Linked DNA regions of Mus musculus: region 1 is linked to region 2. The links are chromatin contacts, called in public HiChIP or PLAC-seq maps. All regions are on one chromosome and are shown on one strand. Each heading gives the region's core, a stretch centred on a gene start, on an enhancer-like site or on the middle of the called end of the contact. The rest is flanking DNA. Distances are from core to core; before and after follow the strand shown. Region 1 overlaps Gm11958 (predicted gene 11958). Region 2 holds the start of Rnf215 (ring finger protein 215).

Region 1 (5,861 bases), core at 1,498-3,997, 170 kb after region 2:
GTTAACCCTGGGGGTCTCAGACATCCTGTGAAGATGCTGAGAGCAGTGGTTCCCAAGCAGTAGAGGGAGATGAAGCAAGAGCATGCAAATGAGCATGCTTGCTTGTCTTGACCAACTGGAGCTGCTTAGCAGTGATGACCCGGATCGGGATGTCACCCCTTTGATGCAATGACGTGAGACCTGCTTCCGGGTGGGCAGGCGGGTGTGTAATCATAGCTCACTCGGTCCCATGGGACAAAAAGGCTGCCAAGTTGCATGGTGGTGGGAAGTCCCTGCTTGTTTTGGGATTCAGACTGGCATTTCTCTCTGAATTTCCCCATCAGGCCAGAGTAGGGCAGCTGAGCCCCCTGTGCGTCGGGTTCTGTGACCACAGGCAGGGAACAGGGCTAAGGGGAAAGGGCAGGGGCTTCTTTTCTAGTGTTCACAACTCCAGATGGCTTTTCTAGTGTTTCTCCAGACGCTGCTAACAAGGTCCATGCCAAGTTCCTCCTGCCTCTCCCTAGACTTGTCTGATGCCAAAGCATTTCTCAAAAGGGGGAAACACGGGCCTTCAGCCACTGTGTCCTCACGGGTTCACAGAGCCCCCAGCTTAGCCCCGCCCCCAGGTTGTCTTCCCAGGGACCACGGGGGATCCTGAGGTGTGGAAACAGGGTAGGTATGGAAGGCAATATGACCCTGGGATTCTGGTTCTCTGTTTTTATTGCCTACTCAAGGAAGACACGCAAGAGGCAGACACAAAGAGCCGGGAGACTCACACCTGTCCGTCCTCGGCAGGCTAGCGCTGAGGTTAAGAGACAAATAGCTGTGGGTTCAAATCCTCACCCTACTTTAGATGTGGGCCTTGTCTCTCATGTAAAGTGACTGTGACAACTGCCATCTCTGGAATTGTCTTAGTGTGCAGTATGGTGTCCCACACTCACGAAATTACGCTTATTTTGTCCTCCCAGATGAGGGCTGGTTTAGCTTTGCTGAACTTCCCATCTTCCAGATGGAGAAACTGAGACCCAGAGGCAGTTGGTGGGAAGAGAACTCAGCTGCTGTTTCCACATCTCAGCCACCTTCCGGGTCAGCTCCAGAAGGAAGAAGTCCCAGTGTCTGCTCTGGCCGCCTGGGGCAGCTCTCAGGGCTCCTGCCAAGAGCTGGTTTGGCAGCTGTTCTTCTCCTCTGTGCCCATCAGCATTGGTCCAGATGTTCCAGGCAGCAGCCTGGGAGCTCTGTCAGGTTTTGCTTGGGCTCTCCTTCCTCATAGCCTATCAATTCCCCGCCCCCCCTCAGGTCTCTAGAAATGTCTCTGTTAGCTGGGGAGAGGGCTGGGGTGGCTGGATAGCTTGTAACATGTCCCCTGGAATGGCTACAACACAAATTGGTTTGCCTTAGTGTTTTCTACTTAGATATCATTAGCTTCCAATCCCAACATGGCCAGTGCCCTGTAAACTGGGAGCCTGGAAATTCTGGTGACCTAAGGCAGCAAAACAGAACAAGTTCCCTCCCCGCGTGTGGAGCTTCACCGACTGACCCAGACTCTGGGAGGCAGGTGCCCTCGCCTCTTTTTCTGACCGAGAATCTGAGACTCAGCTGTTGTCTGTGTTTTCTCCACAATGGGTGGCTAGAGACCTGTTCTGTACCAGTGTCGGCTGACCTGTACAGTCTATGTGAGACAGACTGTCAGCTTTTTTTTTTTTAAGATTTATTTTATGTATGTGAGTACACTGTTGCTGTCTTCAGACTTCAGACACACCAGAAGAGGGTGCTGGATTCTATTGCAGATGGTTGTGAGCCACCATGTAGTTGCTGGGAATTGAACCCAGGTCCTCTGGAAGAGGAGTCAGTGCTCTTAACCACTGAGCCATCTCTCCAGCCTGACTGTCAGCTTTAAACAGAAGTTAGTCCTGTGCAAAGTCCTGGGCTCTGTGTGGTCATCAAAGGGTAGGTCATGTTGTTGTTTCACAGAGCCTCATAAGGCTCCTGGAGAGAAGAGCTACCAGGGATGTGTGAAAACCAGGGTACAGCTTGGTACGGTGCACATGGGACATACCAAGGGACTGTTTCATCTCTTGACAAATCCAACACAAACCCAGAAAGGCATCTGTGTTAGGAAGGATGGGTGTGCATGTGCGAGAGTGTGTTTTCATAAGTGTAAAGGTTCATGTGTGTTAAAGTGTGTGTGTGTGTGTATGTGTGTGTGTACACGTGTGCCTAAGAGTATGAGGGTAAATATTTGACAGGATCTTGTATAGCCTAGGCTACCCTTGGCTTTGGGATGACCTTGAACTTCCTATCCTCTGCCTCTGTCCTCTACCCCGTGGACTAGAGGCAAGTGCTACCGTGCCCAGATGTCTAGTTTGTGTTACACTGGAACTCCAATCTAGGGTTTTGTGTATGCCAGTGCATTCCCGTGGGAGGTGGGCCTCCAGCCCCAATTTTGGTTTTGTTTTGGTTTTTTTGCTTGTTTGTTTGTTTTGTCTTGTTTTACTGTGTAGCCCTGTCTGTCCGGAAACTATGTAGATCAGGCTAGCCTCGAAACTCTCAGAGATCCACCTGTCTCTGCCTCCCCAGTTCAGGGATTAAAGGTGTGCATCACCACGCCCTGCCCCCATAAATCTTTTAAAACACACTTATCTTTACAATCAATCAAGAGGCAGCAGGCAAGCATGCAGATGCAGATCCAGTCCTTAGTGGTAGCCACTCCCTCTTAGGCCCACAGCCTCATCAGGCCCAGCTTCCTGGGCCTGGTTGCTCTGGGCCCACAGCTGGCTCTGTACCTCAGGGAGTGGCCCTGTTCTATCCAGGGCAGATTAACTTCCCTGGGACCGGCTTTGTTTTGGCTCAAGAAGTAACAGCAGAGGCTGAGAGCTGAAAGCAGAGGCCTCTCCCTCCCACCCTGGGGCCTGGCTCTGTTGAAAACCTTTGATTTAGGCTTCTCAATTTGCTTTCCCTGGCTGGGTGTCCTGGGCAGAGGGGAAACACCTAGGACTTCAGCTATTTTGTCTGCTGCAATTTAGGAGAGGGATTTGATATCTAAGTGGAGGAGGTTCCAGCCGCAGCAACAGCAGCAGCGGCGGCGGGTCTAAGCTGTTTGTTTGTGGAGTACAGGGTGGGTGGGGTAAGGCTAGAACACTGTAATTGGAAGCAGGAGGCTAGAAGCTGACACTTCTGCAGATAAAAATTCTCTGCTGAGGGTCCGGCTTGTGTGATAGTGTGAGGGAGCCCGCTCTTGTGCGTGTGATCTGCCAAGGCAAGGCTGTGTTCGCTTAAATCTGGGTTTAAAACATTCTCCCTCTCTTCACCCTGGATTCTTTTTTCATTGACACATTTCTTCATTGACTCCTTAGGGATCATGAAGATCTTGCGTGTCAACTCTGAAGCCCTGCAGCACGTGCCTAGCCAGCTGCAAGACCTTTTCGGAGGAGCCACCAGCAGGCTTCCTGAAGGCCAGGCTGCAGCTCTCAGGTGTCTGCCATTGTCTCAGTCCCTGCCCCGGGTCTGCCACTTGGCACACAATAGGCCTTGTACATATTTGTCAGATGAGTGAAGAGTGAGGTCACTCACTACTGCTCCGGGTACACGGCCGAGCTAGACAGCCACAGTTCAGAGATCCTTTGAGTCTTTGAGCCAAAAGTATTTTGAGCCAATCCCAACTTCCCCCTGAATGCCATCCCCGGAACGATACTGAAGAGGTATACCAGGAAAGCCCTGTGATTATGTGAAGGTGGACATTATGTGTCTCCACAGGCCTGCAGCCAAGCTGAAAACAGTTCTCATGACTATGTCTCATCCCGGAAAGAAGATCCTTCATGGCATGGTCGCTTTCATCTCATCATGAGCTGAGTGTCCAATACTTACTGAGATGTGGTCCCCACGTTAAAGAACTTTAGAAATTGTAAGGCCGCGTGCACCCCTGCCCATACCTTGATGTTCCAACCCCCTTGGGTACCAAGAAGGACAGGAAGATAGAGAAAATGATGGTGACGTGGGAGGAGGAAGGAGCCCCTCACCCAGGCTTAAGCTCCTCACCAACTAAGGATCAAGAACTCCAGCACCATTAGCAACATTTGCTTAAGGTCATTCCCCCTTCCCAGCTAGAAGCCTACAATTTTCTAGGACTCTAACCAGAAGCCTCATTTACAGTAAAAGACACATTCTAAATCCCTTGTGCAACTCCAGTGGCTTCTGGTTTTTACCTTATCAGATTATAATCCCACCCTATAATCCATTTACCAAAAAGAAAAAAGAAAAAAGAAAAAAAAAGGCTTCTTAGCAACCTTTGAGATGTACTGAGAACCGCCGAAAGCGTCTGCACAGCAAATGCTGGCGCTTGACTTGACCCTTTCTTAAGCCCACACCACACTCTTTAGTGTGCCTTATTCTTTCCTTAAATAAAACCTTCCTCTTTGTTTTTAATAAACCCAACCACGCCTCCTGAGAGAATGAAAGGACTCCTTAGGCATGGAAGCGTCGGTGTGCCTCTGTCCCAGCAATCGTTGACAGTACCTGAGATTATGACCTTGTTTGCTAGTTTTTGGAGAGTCAAGCCAAGATGAGGCCATAAAAGGCCAAGCCTGGCAGTCTTCTGAGGGAGAGATTTGGAGATTGACACATGGGAAGAAAGCCACGTGAAGAGAGAGGCAGGAATTGGATCATCACAGCCATGAGAGATGGCATGATTGCCAAGCCCCTGGGAGCCCAGAGGGAGGCATGGGATAGCCCTGTGCGCAGAGCTTTCAGGAGGAATTAATCACTGACATGTTGACTTCTGGCCTCCAGAACACAGAGAGAATATACATTGGTTGGATTTGCATTTCTGGTTTTTTGAGAAGGCTCATGTATGTTCCCCCCACTGGGCTTGAACCGACAATCCTGCTTTAGCCTGGTGAGTGCTGGGGCTACAGGAGTCTGTGACCGCAGTTGACCTCCTTATGACCTCTTTAGATCACCTTGTTTGTGGTATTTTATTACAGTAGTCCTGGGACATTAATACTTTGAACCGTTACCTGCCTTTACTTTTATATCATTCTTCGCAACCATGTGGTTGCTTTTGAAACCCAAAGGCTACTAAGCTAGTAAAAAGGCTTGTTATTGGATGTAAGATAAATACAAGAGAAACAAGTCGAGGCATTCAACTGTCCCCACGGGCTACTGCAACTATAAATTAACATTCAGATAACAACAGTATTCGAGGCCATGACACCTAGCAACAACCTCGTGTGGGCTCTGATGAAGAGTGATAGGCAGAGGGAGGGAGGAGAAGCTGTACTCAGGATACCTTATGTGAGGATGGAAAATCTATTTTCAATAAAAGGAGATCTTAAAGGAGATATAAATGAAATGGGTATTGTTTAAGAAAATTAGATTTATAAATTTTTTTAGCTCCAAATTTCAATAAAAGTCACCACAGAACTTATTAATTAAAAAAAATCTATATTTATTGTTCAGGAGAAAATGACAAAGGCAATTCTGAAGAGGAAGGAGAGGCCAGCCCTACAAGCCATCAGAACACAATAACAAAAAATACTAAGAATGCAAAATGGCACCATGGGGAGACAAACGCTGAGTCAGCGCCCACCAGCCCCTCTGGAAACCAGGCCTGAGTGGGATGGAGTGTATTGAGAATGGGGTCAGGTGAGTGTTTCTGCTGATTAAAGATGCCCCTCCCCCAGGCAAGCTTAACCAAGTGCTCCTCAGAATGTCATTTCCACCCAGAAGGGCTCTGTGCTCACAGCGGGACCAACTCCGAGGCTTTCTTGGTAGAAAGGCGGCTCCTGTGCCCTACATGGCAATGGCATGAAATGCTATTCCTGAGTGTGAAGAAAGGGAGAGGCAGGAAGGACAGACGGTGGCTGATGCTATCTGCTGACCACTCC
Region 2 (5,007 bases), core at 811-3,310:
TTCTCTGCATAGCCCTGGATGCCCTGGATGTCCTAGAACTCACTCTGTAGACCAGGCTGGCCTTGAACTCAGAGATCCAGCCGCCTCTACCTCCTGAGTGCTGGGATTAGGGTGTGGGCCACCATTGCTTGGCTTGGAGGCATTTTCTTAACTGAGGTTCTCTCCTCTCATATGACTCCAGCTTGTGTCAGGTTGATATAAAACTGCCCAGCACATTTTTATATCTAGTTCTGCATGCAAGGAGATCGCATGTATCATGGCACATGTGTGGAAATGTACGTCAAAATATGGATGTGAGTGGGGGAATGTCAAGTCATGGGTGAAGGCCAAAGGACACTGCAGGAGTTGGCTCTCTTCTTCTGTCATATGAGTCCCAGGGATAAAACACAGGCCCTCAGGTCACCAGGCTTTACCCACTGAGACATCCTACCAACCCTATTTTCTATGTAAGAACTTTTTTCATTTTTATTTTATTCTATGAGTGTTGGCCTGCTGCACAGGCATGAAGTGTACCATACACATGCAGTAGCCTACAATGGCCAGAAGAGGGCGACAGATCCTCTGAGACTCTCAAGCAATTGTGAACTCGCAGTCCATGTGGGTGCTGGGAATTAAACCCAGATCTTCTGAAAGAGCAGCCAGTGCTCTAATTACTGATCCATCTCTCCAGTTGCTACACACGTCATTTAACATCTTTTTTTTTTTTTAAAGAGGGTCTCACTGTATAATAGGCTGGTCTCAAACTCCTGCTTTACCCTCCCAAGTGCTGGGATTACAGGCATGCCCATCATAATGTAGTTTTTCTGTCATTAAAAACAAACAAGCCGGGTGTGGTGGCGCACACCTTTAATCCCAGCACTTGGGGGGCAGAGGCAGGAAAATTTCTGAGTCGGAGGTCAGCCTGGTCTACAAAGTGAGCTCCAGGACAGCCAGGGCTACACAGAGAAACTCTGTCTTGAAAAAACAAAAAAACAAAAACAAAAACAAACAAACAAAAAAAACAAGACCAAAAAAACAAACAAACAGCTCTCAAGCACTTGAAATCATCAAAATCGTGTTCTCTATTAAAATGTTAAAGTTGTATTTGAGTCTTTAATTCACATGGTTTTCCTTATGCACGGTGCAGTAGGGGTCCAATTTCACGTCTTTTCCCGGTGGTACCTAACTTTGTTGTGATTTAGCAAAGAGCAAGCCATAGCACCTCCTCCCAGGTCCCCAAGTGCAATACCTCCTCTGACAACCAATTTTACATATGTGCTGACTGATTTTATGTCAATTCCCTGTTTGCAGGCCAGCCGAGCTTCTTCTCTACATCTCTGTCTCCTTCTGGGAATATTTTAGTCATTGCATCCTGGTGGCTAACCAGGTTTCTATTTTCTGTAGATTTTAATATTTTATTACAAAGTGGGAGGGGGTGTTGCAGCTCATTAGCTCTTTGCCCTTTTATCAGGGTACAATTTGTAAAAGGCTCAGGTTTCAGATTGAGCCAGCTACCAGCAACCACAAACCTCTGGGCTGAAGGACAAATTTTCGGACAAAAGCGGAACCTTCTCATTCCAGTAAGCACTGGCGATCATGTTAGAAGCAAGGCAGTGCAGGTTTAGATCAAGTCCATTTTACAGGCGAGGACAGCCCAGTGCTCCGTGCCACTATGGCTCTGCCTGGTTTGTACAGCTTCGTGTGCCCAGCCCTCCTCCCTGCTCCTTTAAAACCATGGCCTCAGTCTCCCCATCTGCTTTCTGTGATTCTCTGCAGCCTGCTCGCTGATCCCATGAAAGAACACTGACCCAGAGGAGGATGAGACATAGCCTTGACAACACCGTAGGTCAATCAGCCCAGACCCTTATACCTCCCTCGCCCCTACATTTCTCCAATCCTGAGACAACCGCACCTATCTCCACTGACAGACAACTTGGTGAGCTCTCCAAGGCTCTAAGGTATTTGCTCCATCGCAGCTCCTCAGGCCTCCTACATTAGGTTTCTCAGGAGCCACCAGGAGGCGCTCTCGCTGTCAAGCACCAACTCAGCCCCCCCCTCCCCGCACCGCCCCCTCCGGCTGCGGCCCCGCCCCTCCCGGTGCCGAGCCCCGCCCTGTCCGGCGCGGCCTGGCTCACTCTGTTCTCCCGGTCCCCGGGACCTTAGACTACGGCCTCGCCACCTCTCCGGTCGGATCATGGGCTCTGCCGATCGCCCCGCGCTGAGGTCGCCTTCGTTGCCGCCCCCTCCCCCATCGCCGCCGTCGCCGCTGCTGCTACTGCTGCCTCTGCTGCCTTTGTGGCTGGGCCTGATGGGCCCGGGAGCGGCGGCGGACGGCAGCGAGCCGGCGACCGGGGAGGGACGGGGCGGAGCCCGCTCAGTGCGAGTGGATGTGAAACTGCCGCGGCAGGACGCCTTGGTTTTGGAGGGCGTCAGAATCGGTCCGGAAGACGGTCCGGAACCTCTGCTGGGTGGCCGCCTGCTGCTGGTGAGCTCAGCCCCGCCTAAACTTGCCATGACCCTCGGATAGACCCCGCTGTCTTCATCCAGAAGCTAGCCCTTGACAGCCCAGAATGCTACTACTTCCCAGCCTTCAGGAGTTGGCAAACCTGACAGCCACATGCCCCTTCCACACTCATTCCCGTACCCGTACCCTGACCTTGCGTGCTTTGTGGCAGACCCGGGCTGCCTCTTCTATTCCCCTTGCCTCCTTCTTTTCATGGCTCCTCGTTACACAGATGGATGTCGTGGATGCTGAGCAAGAGATACCCGTAGATGGCTGGATTGCAGTGGCATATGTGGGCAAAGAGCAGGTCGCCCAGTTCCACCAAGAGAATCAAGGCAGTAGCCAGAAGGCATATCCCAAGGCTCTGGTCCAGCAGGTGCAAAGGGTGTTTGAGGGAAGGGGAGAAAGAAAATGCATTCGAAACATCTGCTAGAGCCAGGCTAACAGGTGGCCTATGAGGAGCCTTTCCAGAGAAGCCCTGGGCCCGAGTGGGTCAGCAAACACCAGTATGGAGCATCAAAGCAGTGTGATGGGGAGGAGGTGGAGAGACTTGCTGGGGAAAGTGGACCTGCTCTGGTGATAGGAGCTGGCAAGGGTGGAGAGCTGCTTTGCTAGGACTAGGGCCAATGAAAAGAATTTTGGATCCTACAGAATGAAAGGAGCATAAGTTTCTCACACACATGATAATGTACAAATTTCTTAAAATCAAGAATATTCTTTATGTAACTATGGTGTAGGAAAGTTAGCATCTATAAAATGTTGTGATCTATGTTCCATAACTAAATATTGCCTTAGTCCACAACCATCGTGTGTTGCCTTTGGCTGTCATTATCTCTTCGGCCTCCAAAACCATCCCTTAGCTTTGGCTTGACTTCAGGGAGCTTATAGCTAGTCTATCCAGATGTCGGGCTCCTGAGAGCTGGGGCCGTGGGTAAGGCAGGTGTGTGACAGCCTCCCACCTTCCGTCTTCCCTTGCAGATGCGTCGAGCCCTTTTCCTGGGAGCCTCTGCCCTGCTTCTCCTCATCTTAAACCACAGTGTGGTCCGAGAGGTAACCTGGCTTGGACTGTGAGGGTGAGCAGGTGAGGGGACAGGGGCCGGAAGCCTGCTGACCCTGCCTGTCTCCTGCAGCTGGATGTATCCCAGCTTCTGCTGAGGCCAGTGATTGTTCTCCATTACTCCTCCAATGTCACCAAGCTGTTGGAGGCCCTTCTGCAGTGAGTTCCGTTTGTTCTGGGTGGTCTGATGCCTGAGTGCTGTGGGTCTCTTGCTTTTCGATGGGCTCTAGGGGAGGAGACTATCTCTGAAGAAGGCCCTTACCTGTTGGCCCTTAAACTCCTAAGGTTGAAACTGGGGGATGGCATGGGAAGGAGAGGCAAGATCTGGGAAAAGAGCTGCCCTATGGGCAGAGGGGACTAGTCCAGCATGAGGAAGCTGGATGCCTGGCTGACAGGCTATTCCTTGGTCTGGCTGCGTAAAAACACGGGCAAAGAGCAGCCAGGAAAAGTCTGGGAGCCAAATCAGAAGGCCTATGGCAACAGTGTCCTTGTGTATCCACTGCAAGAGGATGAGTGTAGGCCTCCCTTCCCAAAGGCCTTCTGTCTGCTTCCCACCCATGACTCTCCTCTCAGGAGGACCCAGGCTACTGCTGAGATCAGCAGTGGAGAGTCCCTTTCAGCCAACATCGAGTGGAAGCTGACATTGTGGACCACCTGTGGTCTCTCCAAGGATGGCTACGGAGGCTGGCAGGACTTGGTGTGCCTGGGAGGTGCTCAGGCCCAGGAGCAGGTAGGCCCAATGGATCCTAGGACAGCCCTACATACATTCGGCTGATTACTTAGAGTGGATCATGTAGTAGTAGATGATTAGCAGTGCCATGACAGTTGGCCTAGGTGGTGGGCAATGGCTGCTGATGCCTTCATGGTCTCTGCTCAGTGTGGCCTTCACAACTTTCTTACTTGAGCCAGTTTTTCCCCAATGGGGATAGAACCAGGGCCATGTACATGCTAAGCAATGTACAACGCTTCTGGTAGACAATGTCACCTCCACTGGGTCATGTCTTGCCACCTACAGTGTGCCTTACTCTCCAGCTCCCATACGCACCCTGACTTCCTGCCTCTGGGCCCGACCAGTGATTGGTATTCGATCCTCTTCTCAGTCCTCCGCTGGCTCGTGGACCCCTCATCGCTCATTTTGCCTTCCTGCTTTGAATGTTTGCTCCTCTGCTCATAGCCCCACTGTCTGCTCAGCATGCCTGGGCTGTGCACTGCCATAGAAGCTCTAAGCCTGTATGTTAGAGAGAGTGACTGTGTGTCCTTGTGGCTATGGCTGTGTTTTGTGTCCACATCTTCCAGTGCTTGTCTTCCAGGGATTCAAGGTGTTCAAGTCCACAGCATTTCTTGAACCCCAATCTGTACAGGTTGAAGGGAAGTAGACATACTCTCTTCTTCTACTGCATAGATTCCAATAGTTTGTGATGTGGGCCAGTTTCAAGTCAGACAGGTTAAAACCCTGGCTCCTAAACTT

Evidence for each region. HiChIP or PLAC-seq counts read pairs in DNA pulled down with a chosen protein or histone mark.
Region 1: an H3K27ac HiChIP or PLAC-seq map of embryonic stem cells shows a contact between it and region 2, with 6 read pairs. The contact joins the enhancer-like site here to the promoter of Rnf215 in region 2. A contact is called at or near these places in 3 of 39 promoter capture datasets (the 3T3-L1 cell line, 3T3-L1-derived adipocytes and pre-B cells), 1 of 484 Hi-C or Micro-C datasets (the C2C12 cell line), 1 of 115 datasets of contacts at active chromatin or transcription factors (embryonic stem cells) and 1 of 9 other capture datasets (adipose tissue).

What each region holds. Positions count from the first base shown.
Region 1 is chr11:4,299,739-4,305,599 of GRCm38.p6, forward strand. Gm11958 (predicted gene 11958) reads left to right here. Exons shown (of 4, transcript NR_166831.1): 3 at 3,333-3,450; 4 at 3,733-4,410. Among named protein-coding and RNA genes, the nearest start is that of Gm11958, 17 kb to the left of the region's middle. Within about 2 kb of position 2,748, at least 121 of the 459 cell types and tissues checked have an H3K27ac peak or open chromatin away from gene starts, as enhancers often do. A contact at or near this core is called in the C2C12 cell line, adipose tissue and embryonic stem cells, where this site is marked.
Region 2 is chr11:4,133,100-4,138,106 of GRCm38.p6, forward strand. Rnf215 (ring finger protein 215) reads left to right here and starts at 2,061. Exons shown (of 9, transcript NM_027859.3): 1 at 2,061-2,464; 2 at 2,715-2,858; 3 at 3,461-3,532; 4 at 3,613-3,698; 5 at 4,113-4,269. The coding sequence starts at 2,174.